Regions from separate parts of the Mus musculus genome. Here region 1 is linked to region 2. A link is a contact called in public HiChIP or PLAC-seq data. All regions are on one chromosome and are shown on one strand. The core of a region is the stretch at or near the end of the contact, and the rest is flanking DNA. Distances in the headings are between cores, read along the strand shown.

Region 1 (5,365 bases), core at 1,621-4,120, 53 kb before region 2:
GAAGGTAGAGGACCACTGTTCTAGATTTATTTAATATATTGATTGTTGAGTATATATACAAATATCTGAGACTGTGTAGTTTCCTATTTATAGTTTTACATTTTACTATGAATATATATTGATAATATTAATATTGCATAATTAGTGCTAGAAAAACTTTTCATTAAATATATTAGTGTGTATGTAGTTTCTATAAGCTGGGTTGGCTAAATATTCTATTTTCCTAAGACATTTAAAAAGCTTTCTGTCAGATTTTGCTGAAGGGACCCTGTTATAGCTGTCTTGAATGAGGCTATGCCAGTGCCTGGCAAATACAGAAGTGGATGATAACAGTCATCTATAAGATGGAACACAGCGTCCCCAATGGAGAAGCTAGAGAAAGCACCCAAGGAGCTGAAGGGGTCTGCAACCCTATAGGTGGAACAATAACATGAACTAAACAGTACCCCCAGAGCTTGTATCTCTAGCTGCATATGTAGCAGAAGATGGCCTAGTCGGCCATCACTGGGAAGAGAGGCCCCTTGGTATTGCAAACTTTATATGCCCCAGTACAGGGAAATGCCAGGGCCAAGAATCAGGAGTGGGTGGGTAGGGGAGCAGGGCGGAGGGAGGGTATAGGGAACTTTTGGGATAGCATTTGAAATGTATAGAAAATATCTAATAATATATATATATAAAGTTTTCTGTCTAGACGTTTCAGTTCGAATGTGGGGCTAAATCAGAGACTACTCTATCAAATACTAACCCAAGGATGGTTTGTTGGGACTGCGAAACACTCAGTAACCATTTCTTCCCTCTTCCTCTTCATGACGAGGAAAACAGGTTATCTCAAAGTCACACAACCAGTTACTAAAGGCTAAATTCTAGTTTTGAACCGTCCTTCTACCATACAACATCCTTTCTTACCAAAATAAGTGACTAACGAGTGCAGAAAACATAAAGGACAATGTATATTGGCCTTTAAAAAATTGGGCCTTAAGTCCAATTGATATTGGTTGGCTATTTTCACAGGGTTTAGGCCACCATTGTACTAACATAACTTTCAGAGAGAACAGCAGTGTATATCAAAGGGTCTGTGACTAGGATGGTGTTTACATTTCTCCTTTGGTAGCTAGCATGCAGAGTAACTTCCTAGACCAAAGAGGTTAGCATGCTGAGGCTTTATGTAGGAACCAACTTAACTTCTTCATGTTCAATGAGTTGTGCAGGTATTGTCTTCAGCAATTCGGACTTGCTGTTGGTTTGTGGAGAGCAACTTATAGTTTTAGCAACAGCTTGGGTTGTTTGAGAGTTTGAGAGTCAGTGACTTGTTCAGTCATCCTCAGAGAAAGCTTTCACCTGTAGCAGATGGGAATAAAAACAGCGACACAGAGCCAGACATTCTGTAGAGAGCACTGGAATGCTCAGTCATAAATGGTATGTCTCCATCAAATCCCTTCCCTAAGGGCTCAGGGAACCCCATGGAGGAGGAGATGGGAAGAGTGTAAGAGCCAGAGGGAATGGAGGACAACCAAGAAACGAAGGCCCTTTAAATCAATGTGATCAACACATATTGAACTCAAAAAGACTGAGGCAGCATGCACAGGCCTGCACCGTGTGGGGCCCTAGAGCTGCAAGGAGAACTGGGCACATCCCATCCCTAATTCAGAACAATATCTGGTTGATAACCTCCTGCAAATGAAGATTTGTTTTCCTCCAAGGGAATCTCACTGGGGAAACAAACTACTCTTAAGAGTAGGCCGTGGGCCCAGCAGTTGATGGCCAACAGGAAATGAACTCAATAGCATCATTGGAGAGTCTTTGTCTTATAATGTTGTGCCAGGGCTCCTCCTCCTTCAATTTTTAACTTATGTTTTATTTTATTTTATTTTATTTTATTTTATTTTATTTTATTTTATTTATATATTTTCTTCTCTCTTTTTACCCTACTGCTCTTTGCATTTATTATTATGGTTTCCAGTTAAGTGTTTTTATGAGTGTGCAAATGGGTTTTCCATTTCTTGGGCCTTTTCTTGTCTCCCGTCGCCCCCCCCCGCCCCCCCCCCCCCGTTTGCTTTGCTCAATACCGATGTGTTAGTTTTTGTTGTCTTGTTTTATTTCATTGTTATAGAAGCCCATTTGTTTTCTAATGAGAGACAGAAACTGGGTGGATCTTGATGGGGTGGGGAGGAGCTAGGGGTACTTCAGTAAAGGAGGAGGAATTGCAATCAGGATATATTATGTGAAGAAGAAAATCTGTTTTCAATAAAAAGAAACAGCATGTGTCGGGGTAAATAGGATGAGTCCTATTTTCATTTATAGCAGGCATCCTCCCTATTATGAATGGGCTCAGAGGGATCGGCTTTAAGTACTTGTAATTCTGGAGCTTTCTTTAGGAAAGAGCCTGGTAGGACTTAACTTCTTACTCTCGCACAGGCACACCAGAGAGCATATAGATATGTGCCCAAGATTCCTCAAAGAATTGCTTGATCAGGTCAGACTTTAAAAGAACAAAAGGAACCTGCAGTTAAAAACAAACAAACAAAAAAACCAAAACCAAACAAACAAAAAGACTGTGTTCTAATCAGTAATTTACTTCAAAGCCAAGGGTGGTTTCAGCTCTCTACTCAAGGCCTCAGAAAACACAAAACAAGGAGGAAAAAGCACAAATCAGGCTAAGGAGCGGCAGTCTCTCACTTGGGAGGCCTTATTAATAGTTTGTCTGTCCTTTGTCCCCTTCCTAGCCCTGCTAGCCCCCGGGCTCCAAACTGTGATCTTAATCTGCAGCTAGAGGAACAGGGGGTTGGGGGAACTGAAAAGCCGCGGAACCAGAAGCGAAGGGAACGGAGCGGACATGGGGGAGTAAGAGACGCAGAGAACCGGTAGGCCTAGTTTCCAGGCCGCGGTCGCGGTTGCGAGAGGATGGAACCTCTGCGTGTCCTGGAGCTGTACAGTGGCATTGGTGGCATGCACCACGCGCTGCGAGGTGAGCGGACAGACAGCTTCTCTTGGATTCACTTGGGGCCGCAGGTTCCGGCTCTCGCGCCGCGGAGGGGCGGGGCGGCGGGGCGGTGGGGCGGGACCTGGTGCGGTCGACCTCGGTTGCCCTGGAAACCACTTTAGTGAGCCTCCCTGGTCCGCCCCTCCAGGCTGAGACTCCCCTACTCTGGCCCCAATCCTTGGAGCCTAAGCAGGCCGGCTCCCCATGGTACTGTTTGTGAGGCTGCATTCGTGTGCAGCCAAATGAACCTAAGTTGCTTCAGACAAAGTTAAGGCAAGGGCGAGCCCTTTGCCCAAAGCCAAGATCCAAATTCTAGACTGGCTGTCACTGGGCTTGGAGGAAGTCACGAAAGCGGGCGGGGGTGGGTTGGAGCAGGGGGATAACTGCAGTTCAAGATAGAAATGTACAAGTATTAGTGTGAAGGGGGAGAATTAAAAACAGTAATGTGCTTGACACACTGTAGCAGCTTAGAAATTAGTTTGCTGTCACTTAGGTTTGGAAGCTTCGTAATTTCTTTGGTCTCTACCCACTTTTGTGATAACTCAGAAATATTTACTTGGTGAACTCCATTGACCAGTACTGTATTTTAGGCACTTGGGATATGAAGTGACAGTGGGTGTGCGGGCGCGTGTTTGTGTGTGTGTGTGTGTGTCTGTGCACATGTGCAAGCACGTCTGTCCTGAAGTTGCTAAGACTAAGACAAATGCAAAAAGGAAACTTTGCTTCTCTTTTTATTAACTAGAGTAACAAGAAGCTAAGTGGAGCAAGATTTTTGTATTCCTTCACTCTTGAAAGTCCCTAAGTTCTAGCCTTTACTTTTACTTTTGCTTCTGTTGCCTCTCAGAGATTGCAAATTCAAACTTTTCTACGATAGCTTTTTTTTTTTTTTTAACCTGCCTTATGTTAGTTAATATATGACCTGTTAAGAAATACTTTCCCTGTTATCCAAAGTAACTTTCTGGTTACCGAAAGCTCCCTACATCTTCGGTTTGAGGTTTGCTTATAGAAGAGGTCTTAATCATATTAATTAATAACAATTAATATTTAATTATTAATCTTTTTTAGTGTTTGTATGTTAGATAAACTTTGGTTTTAAATTTATCTGTAAGGAAGTAGTACATCCTGGTGTTTTTCTTTATTTATGCAGCTAATAAAGATTAATAACAGTGACAGCTGGCTTTACCTTTTATTAAGGGCATCTACATGTCAGGACCTGTTCTGAGTCTGTAATAAGCTAGCTTGGTGGTAGAGCCAGAAGCCTAACCTAGATCTGTCTAGCAGATCTCTTAGCCACACTTCGTTACTACCATTGGTCCCATTCACTAACTTAGATGAAGAGCAGTAGTAAGAATATTGGCTGCTAATTTGTCCACTTCTAGATAATATTTGCAATGGAATATTTTATTGTTGTAAATGTGTGTATACACATATATACACACTATAAAATGTGTCATTTTGTGTTTCAGTGTACAGTTAATCAACAGCAAGTGTGCTTACGAAGTCATACAATTGTAAACATTATTAGTTTTCAAACATTTTCATCATCACAGACAGAAGCATTGCACCCACTTAAAAATATTTTAGCGCCTCTCTTCCTGAAGATATTAAAGCCTCTATTCTACTTTGGTCTTATCTCTTCTAGGTACCTCATAAGTAGAATAATCTGTTCTTTGATGTCTAGCTTAACAATTTACACAATGTTTACAAAGTTCATCTGTGCTGTAGAATGTGTCAATGCCTCATTCCTTTTTATGGCTGAATAATATATTGCTGTATAGATAACAGTATTGTCTATTTATTCATTGTTACTAGATAAAGATTTTCAACCTGCTTGCTATTGTGAATAATCTCTCTCTGAATATTGGCCTATAAGTATCTGTTTGGATTCTTGCTTTGTATTCTCTTGGGTATATGCTTAAGAATGGGCAAACTCTGAGAGTGCAGAGATGGCTCAGCTGTAAGGAGCACTGGCTGCTCTTCCAGAGTCCTGAGTTCAATTCCCAGCAACCACATGGTGGCTCACAACCATCTGTAATGGCATCTGATGCCCTCTTCTGGTGTGTCTGAAAACAGTAATAGTGTACTCATATACATAAAGTAAGAAAATAAATCATAAAAAATGGTCAAACTCCAAACATTTTCTGTTTCATTATCTTCTATAAAATGAGGACACAATAATATATCAAAAGGGAGTGGTAAGAGTATGCATTACAAAAAAACCAAAACCAAACAAACAAAAAAAAGCTGGGCGGTGGTGGCACAAGCTTTTAATCCCAGTACTCGGGAGGCAGAGGCAGGCGGATTTCTGAGTTCGAGGCCAGCCTGGTCTACAGAGTGAGTTCCAGGACAGCCAGAGCTACACAGAGAAACCCTGTCTCAAAAAAA
Region 2 (4,983 bases), core at 1,347-3,846:
ACAATATGAACTAACCAGTACCCCCCTCCCCCCCAACCAGAGCTTGTGTCTCTAGTTGCATATGTAGCAGAGGATGGCCTAGTAGGCTATCAATGGGAGGAGAGGCCCTTGGTCTTGGGAAGATTATACGCCCCAGTACAGCAGAATGCCAGAGCTGGGAGTGGGTTGGGGAGCAGGCTGGGGGGAGGGTATAGGGGACTTTTGGGATAGCATTTGAAATGTAAATGAAGAAAATATCTAATAAAAAAAGAAAGCTAAAAAAATAAAATAAAATTAGTTGCTGAACTTAAAAAAAAATAAAAACATTAAAAAAAAAGAAAATCAAGTTGAAATATACTTTCTTTGGTTGTGTTAGTTCAATTATAGTGGTCAAATAGGACAGGAGTAAAACAGGGTCACATTTTAAATTCTTTTTTTTTTTTTTTTTTTTTTTTCGAGACAGGGTTTCTCTGTGTAGCCCTGGCTGTCCTGGAACTCACTCTGTGGACCAGGCTGGCCTCGAACTCAGAAATCCACCTGCCTCTGCCTCCCAAGTGCTGGGATTAAAGGTGTGCACCACCACTCCCAGCTACAGGGTCACATTTATCCACTGTATCAAACTGAGCAGCTATATTTGAGAAATTTAAATTAATTTAAATTTAAGGTTTTAAAATTTAAATGACAATGCAAATGAGAGAGAGAGAGAGAGAGAGAGAGAGAGAGAGAGAGAGAGAGAGTATCCTAGATCTTTGCACTTTAGGGGACTTCCCAGTGAAGGAGAAGGAGAAATCAGAAAGAAGAAAGTTCAGACATAACGATCAGCATGCAGTCAGAGCTGACTTTTCTCCAGAAACTTCTGGAAGAGGAGCCATCCTCCAGCCAATCCAGGGAGCTGTGGTTCCCTTGAGCTGCTGTTGACTTGCTCAAAGCGTATGTTGAGCCAGGGCTCTGGGATGGGCCTTGGGTGGCTTGCTGGGAGAGAAGCTGGGGTGCTGATATTGGGAGTTACCTGCTGGGCTTCTAGACCCTAGGAATTTCTCTAGGGCTCAGGTAGCCTCTCTCTACTGTGTGCAGCATCTACAGATGGCAGAAATTCGAGACTAACTATAGTTTCAGTGCAAAGGTCATTGGGAAATATATGTAGCCAGCTTTTAATTTTGTGGTCCATAGGCTTGTACTTCTGCCATTGCATCTGCGGCTCATCAGAGCCTTTTGTATTTTCTCTGTGGATCTCTACAAGCATTAAACAGGGAGCCCTCATTCTCCTGCACTGTAGCCTGCAGCAATCACCATTCTCGGTTTCTGTATCAGAGTCAAACTCATCCAGGCACCGTATGTAAGCAGGCTCGTAGATGGTGGTTTTCTTTCACTTTCCTGTATCTACTTTGTAGTGTGTGCTGATTTGTTTTTTTTTTTTTTTTTTTATGGCTGAAAAACATTCTATTGTATATTGGGTGTGGTAGTGTGAACCTGTAATTCTAGGAATCTCTATGCTCTTTTCTATAGTAGCAGTGCCATTTACTGGGTATGGAATTATGTCTCATGGTTTTGATTTAGAGTCACCAGATTAGCAGAGCTGCTAGCCATATGGTCACAAATGTCTGTAAGTCTTTTCTGAGGGTATTTCCACTCTGTTCTTTGGCTTTTTTTTTTTTTTTTTTTTTTGTTGCATACTTTCTTGTTAAATTGTGGGATTTTTTTTTTTTTTTTAAGTTCTGGATGTTAATCTCATTTGGTATATATGTTTTCCAACTACTTCCTTTGCTTCTTTGAGTTACTTTAAAAATACAACTATTTTTTTCTTTGACAGTTTCATATATGTATGTCATATATTTTGATTATATTCATCCCATTGCCTTCTCCTATCCTCTCCCTGCTCTCACTGAGCCCCTTCTTTCAAAAACAAAACAAAACAAAACAAAACAAAACAAAACAAAACAAAACAAAACAAAACAAAAAAGTTCGTACTCTTTTCATGCCTGTGTGCAGGTGTGGCCTCCTGGGCTTCATTAGGGTTGCCTAGGTGAACATGGTGAGGATTATTTACTGGAACTCGGGGCCACTTCCCTGTGGCTCCCCACTGATGTAAGCTGATCCCCTGAAGTTGCCTTTGAATCCTCTTGAATTTTGACACTGACTCCTTCTCCTGGTTTCTTTTTGGTTTTACTGTTCCTACTTTTGTGGTTCAGGGCCGAGAAATGAGTGCAAATCCACGGTCACGACTTCTTCCCCATTTCTTCTTAAATTTGGGGCTCCGAAGAACACTTAGCAGTAACCTTTATGCACAGTATGAGATAAAGAAATCACTTCTTTTGCAGAAATTCTATTTCTCCAGCACTATTTACCAAAAGCTGAGAGCCTCCTAAGCAAGGATTCCTTCAGTGGATGATTCCGGAGCCGCTGGTTACTGTTTCAAAGGTTAAGCAAATAATGATTAAGTTGTGCATAACTTAAGGTAGATTTTGACCCCTCACAAGTTGAACAGTACTAGAGATCTAAGATCATTGACATTCTTCAGGAAGGAGCAAAATAACTTAAGCCTTCTTGGAAAGACTGGAAAGTTAAAGAATATTTTGCTGATCAAAGAGCAACTGGCTGCAAGCAGCCCTCAAATTCTGGACTCAGCTGGCCAGAGTGGTCTCCCTCTTGCCGGCGAGGTGAGCGGGGGAGCTGCGGAGCATGGCCTCACATTTTCTCTGGGGTTTTGTTACTTTATTGATGGTACCCGGATTAGACGGTGAAACTGGAACACCAGAGCAGAAGCTACAGAAAAGAATTGCTGATCTCCACCAGTAAGTATAAGCGTGGCTTATTTCTGCTAAGGGACTGGAGTCTATCCTTGCTGTCCGTAACAAATAACACGAGAAGTCAAAGTTTCTCAAGGAAAGTAGCGATGTTAAAAAGCCCCTGGGGAGAAGATTTGGGCTGGTATAAAGAACTGTTTTCTGATTTACAAATGGTCTTTGTTCACTTGTGAGTGAGTCACATCTGCGATTCCTGGGAAATATATCATTAAGAAATTCTCAGAGAAATAATGATAGATGAATAGAGACGGTTTGGTTGGATTGAGTGTGAAATGAGGATATGTATAGCAAGTCTATCATTATTCCGCAAGAAACTTGGTTTAAAATTTAAAACTCTATGTGCTAATTACTGATGAATTCTCTGCTCAAATTGTATAGGCCTCGGATGACTACGGAGGAGGGAAACTTAGTGTTTCTTACAAGCTCTGCCCAAAACATTGAATTTAGAACTGGTTCCCTGGGGAAAATCAAATTAAATGATGATGACCTTGGCGAATGTTTACACCAGGTAATGCACTGGGAAAACACAGCTCTTGCTTTGTTAATCAATATATACTAGCTTAAATTGACCAGCTCAATATTAGTCAGCACCTTGAATCCTGAGCACAGAAAACACAACCATAAGATCAGGTCTTAAAAAGAAGCCTTATGCTGGAGAGATGGCTCAGTGGTTAAGAGCACTGACTGCTCTTCCGGAGGTCCTGAGTTCAAATCCCAGCAGCCACATGGTGGCTCACAACCATCTGTAATGAGAAAAAGAAGCCTTATAAAGACTTCATGGTGAGGAGAGAGGGGTCAATGCCAGAAGAGGAGGCTCATTGCTTAGGGACAGATTTCACCATTCAGAGAAGAGCCAGAAAGTCAGAGCTCCTCTACCAGAGAGGAAGTAAGGAGGGGACCAGAGCAGGCACAGATGCGTTCTATAGGGAGGGAAGATGAGTTCTGCATAGAAGGAATAAAGGGGAAATAGAGCAGGCACAGATGTGTTCTGTGCAGTGTGTGTGGGGCAATAAGGAGGGGACCAGAGCAGGCACAGATGTGTTCTGCAGGGAGGGAAAAGGGAGAACCAGAGCAGGCACAGATGTGTTCTGTGCATTGTGTGGGGCAATAAGGAGGGGACCAGAGCAGGCACAGATGTGTTCTGCAGCACTATTGCCACAGCAGAGTAGTCAGTTACTCTAATACTTTATTGAACGCTTTCCATACTCAGCATTAATAACATCACATGCTGCGGCTGGGTCATGCACTTGTGTGTTATATTGCTTGACTCTCAGGACTCCCCCATGAAAGTGTTGATTATTATTCCACTTATGAGTTACAAAGTGGGCAAATATTTAATGTCCAAAAATAGACAATAAGTAATTGGGGCAAGATTTAAAATTCAAAAGGTCTCATTCAAAAGCATACATTTTTGTGTTACTAGGGGTTGAATGGAGAAAGTTTTAAATTATATCGTAGTCAAGCTCTCTCTCATTGAGCTATAGCCCAAGACTACCACACTTCTTAATATGCACTCTAAAACGTTATTACATTATGGGAAAATACATATACAAAAGTCATTGTAGCTCTAGAAGAGTCAACTGAGCTTTGCCACATGTTTTGAATTTATAATAATGAAGCTTTAGTGCTTGCTCCTGTAAGATGGAAATATTTTTCCATATTGTTATTCTTTTCTTTTTCTTTTTAAAATATTAGATCCAGAGAAACAAAGATGATATTATAGATTTAAAAAGGAATACAACTGGTCTTCCTCAAAATATACTTAGTCAAGTCCACCAACTTAACTCGAAGGTAAGGTCGACATATGCATTGCGCTCATGGTAAGAGCCATGAGTTCTTGTCAATCCAACTTTGTACGTAGTGAGCTCTTTTGTCGTTAGCTGTTTATCGTTACATTGTGAACTTTGGGGTCAAGTGGCATAGCTGTAATGGAGGCTAGGGAGTGGTAGTGGCAGAAGGCAGTAAGCACTACGGCAAGGCTTTGTTCAAGTTCTGATAGCATCTCCCTTGCCCAAGGCTTGGCTTTGTTCAAGTCTTGATAGCATCTTCCTTGCGAACCAAGGGGGGGTTATCACTGTCTTTGTGCTGTAATCTCCTTGTGAAGGAAACAGAGAGTCAGCTTATCAGTGGGCTGAACTTCTTTTTAAAAGACCTTTAAAAATTTACAGGTAGAAAGAAACCCCAGAAGGGAAGGGAATAA

What was found. HiChIP or PLAC-seq counts read pairs in DNA pulled down with a chosen protein or histone mark.
Region 1: a contact with region 2 is called in an H3K27ac HiChIP or PLAC-seq map of extraembryonic endoderm stem cells. The contact joins the promoter of Trdmt1 here to the promoter of Cubn in region 2. A contact is called at or near these places in 3 of 39 promoter capture datasets (the 3T3-L1 cell line, liver and macrophages), 12 of 484 Hi-C or Micro-C datasets (the AML12 cell line, CD4 T cells, MC3T3-E1-derived osteoblasts and 8 more), 8 of 115 datasets of contacts at active chromatin or transcription factors (CD8 T cells, bone marrow-derived macrophages, embryonic fibroblasts and 5 more) and 1 of 9 other capture datasets (adipose tissue).

What each region holds. Positions count from the first base shown.
Region 1 is chr2:13,542,169-13,547,533 of GRCm38.p6, reverse strand. Trdmt1 (tRNA aspartic acid methyltransferase 1) reads left to right here and starts at 2,870. Exons shown (of 11, transcript NM_010067.4): 1 at 2,870-2,965. The coding sequence starts at 2,902.
Region 2 is chr2:13,489,489-13,494,471 of GRCm38.p6, reverse strand. It overlaps Cubn (cubilin (intrinsic factor-cobalamin receptor)), which reads left to right and starts at 2,596. Exons shown (of 67, transcript NM_001081084.2): 1 at 2,596-2,771; 2 at 3,162-3,291; 3 at 4,479-4,574. The coding sequence starts at 2,659.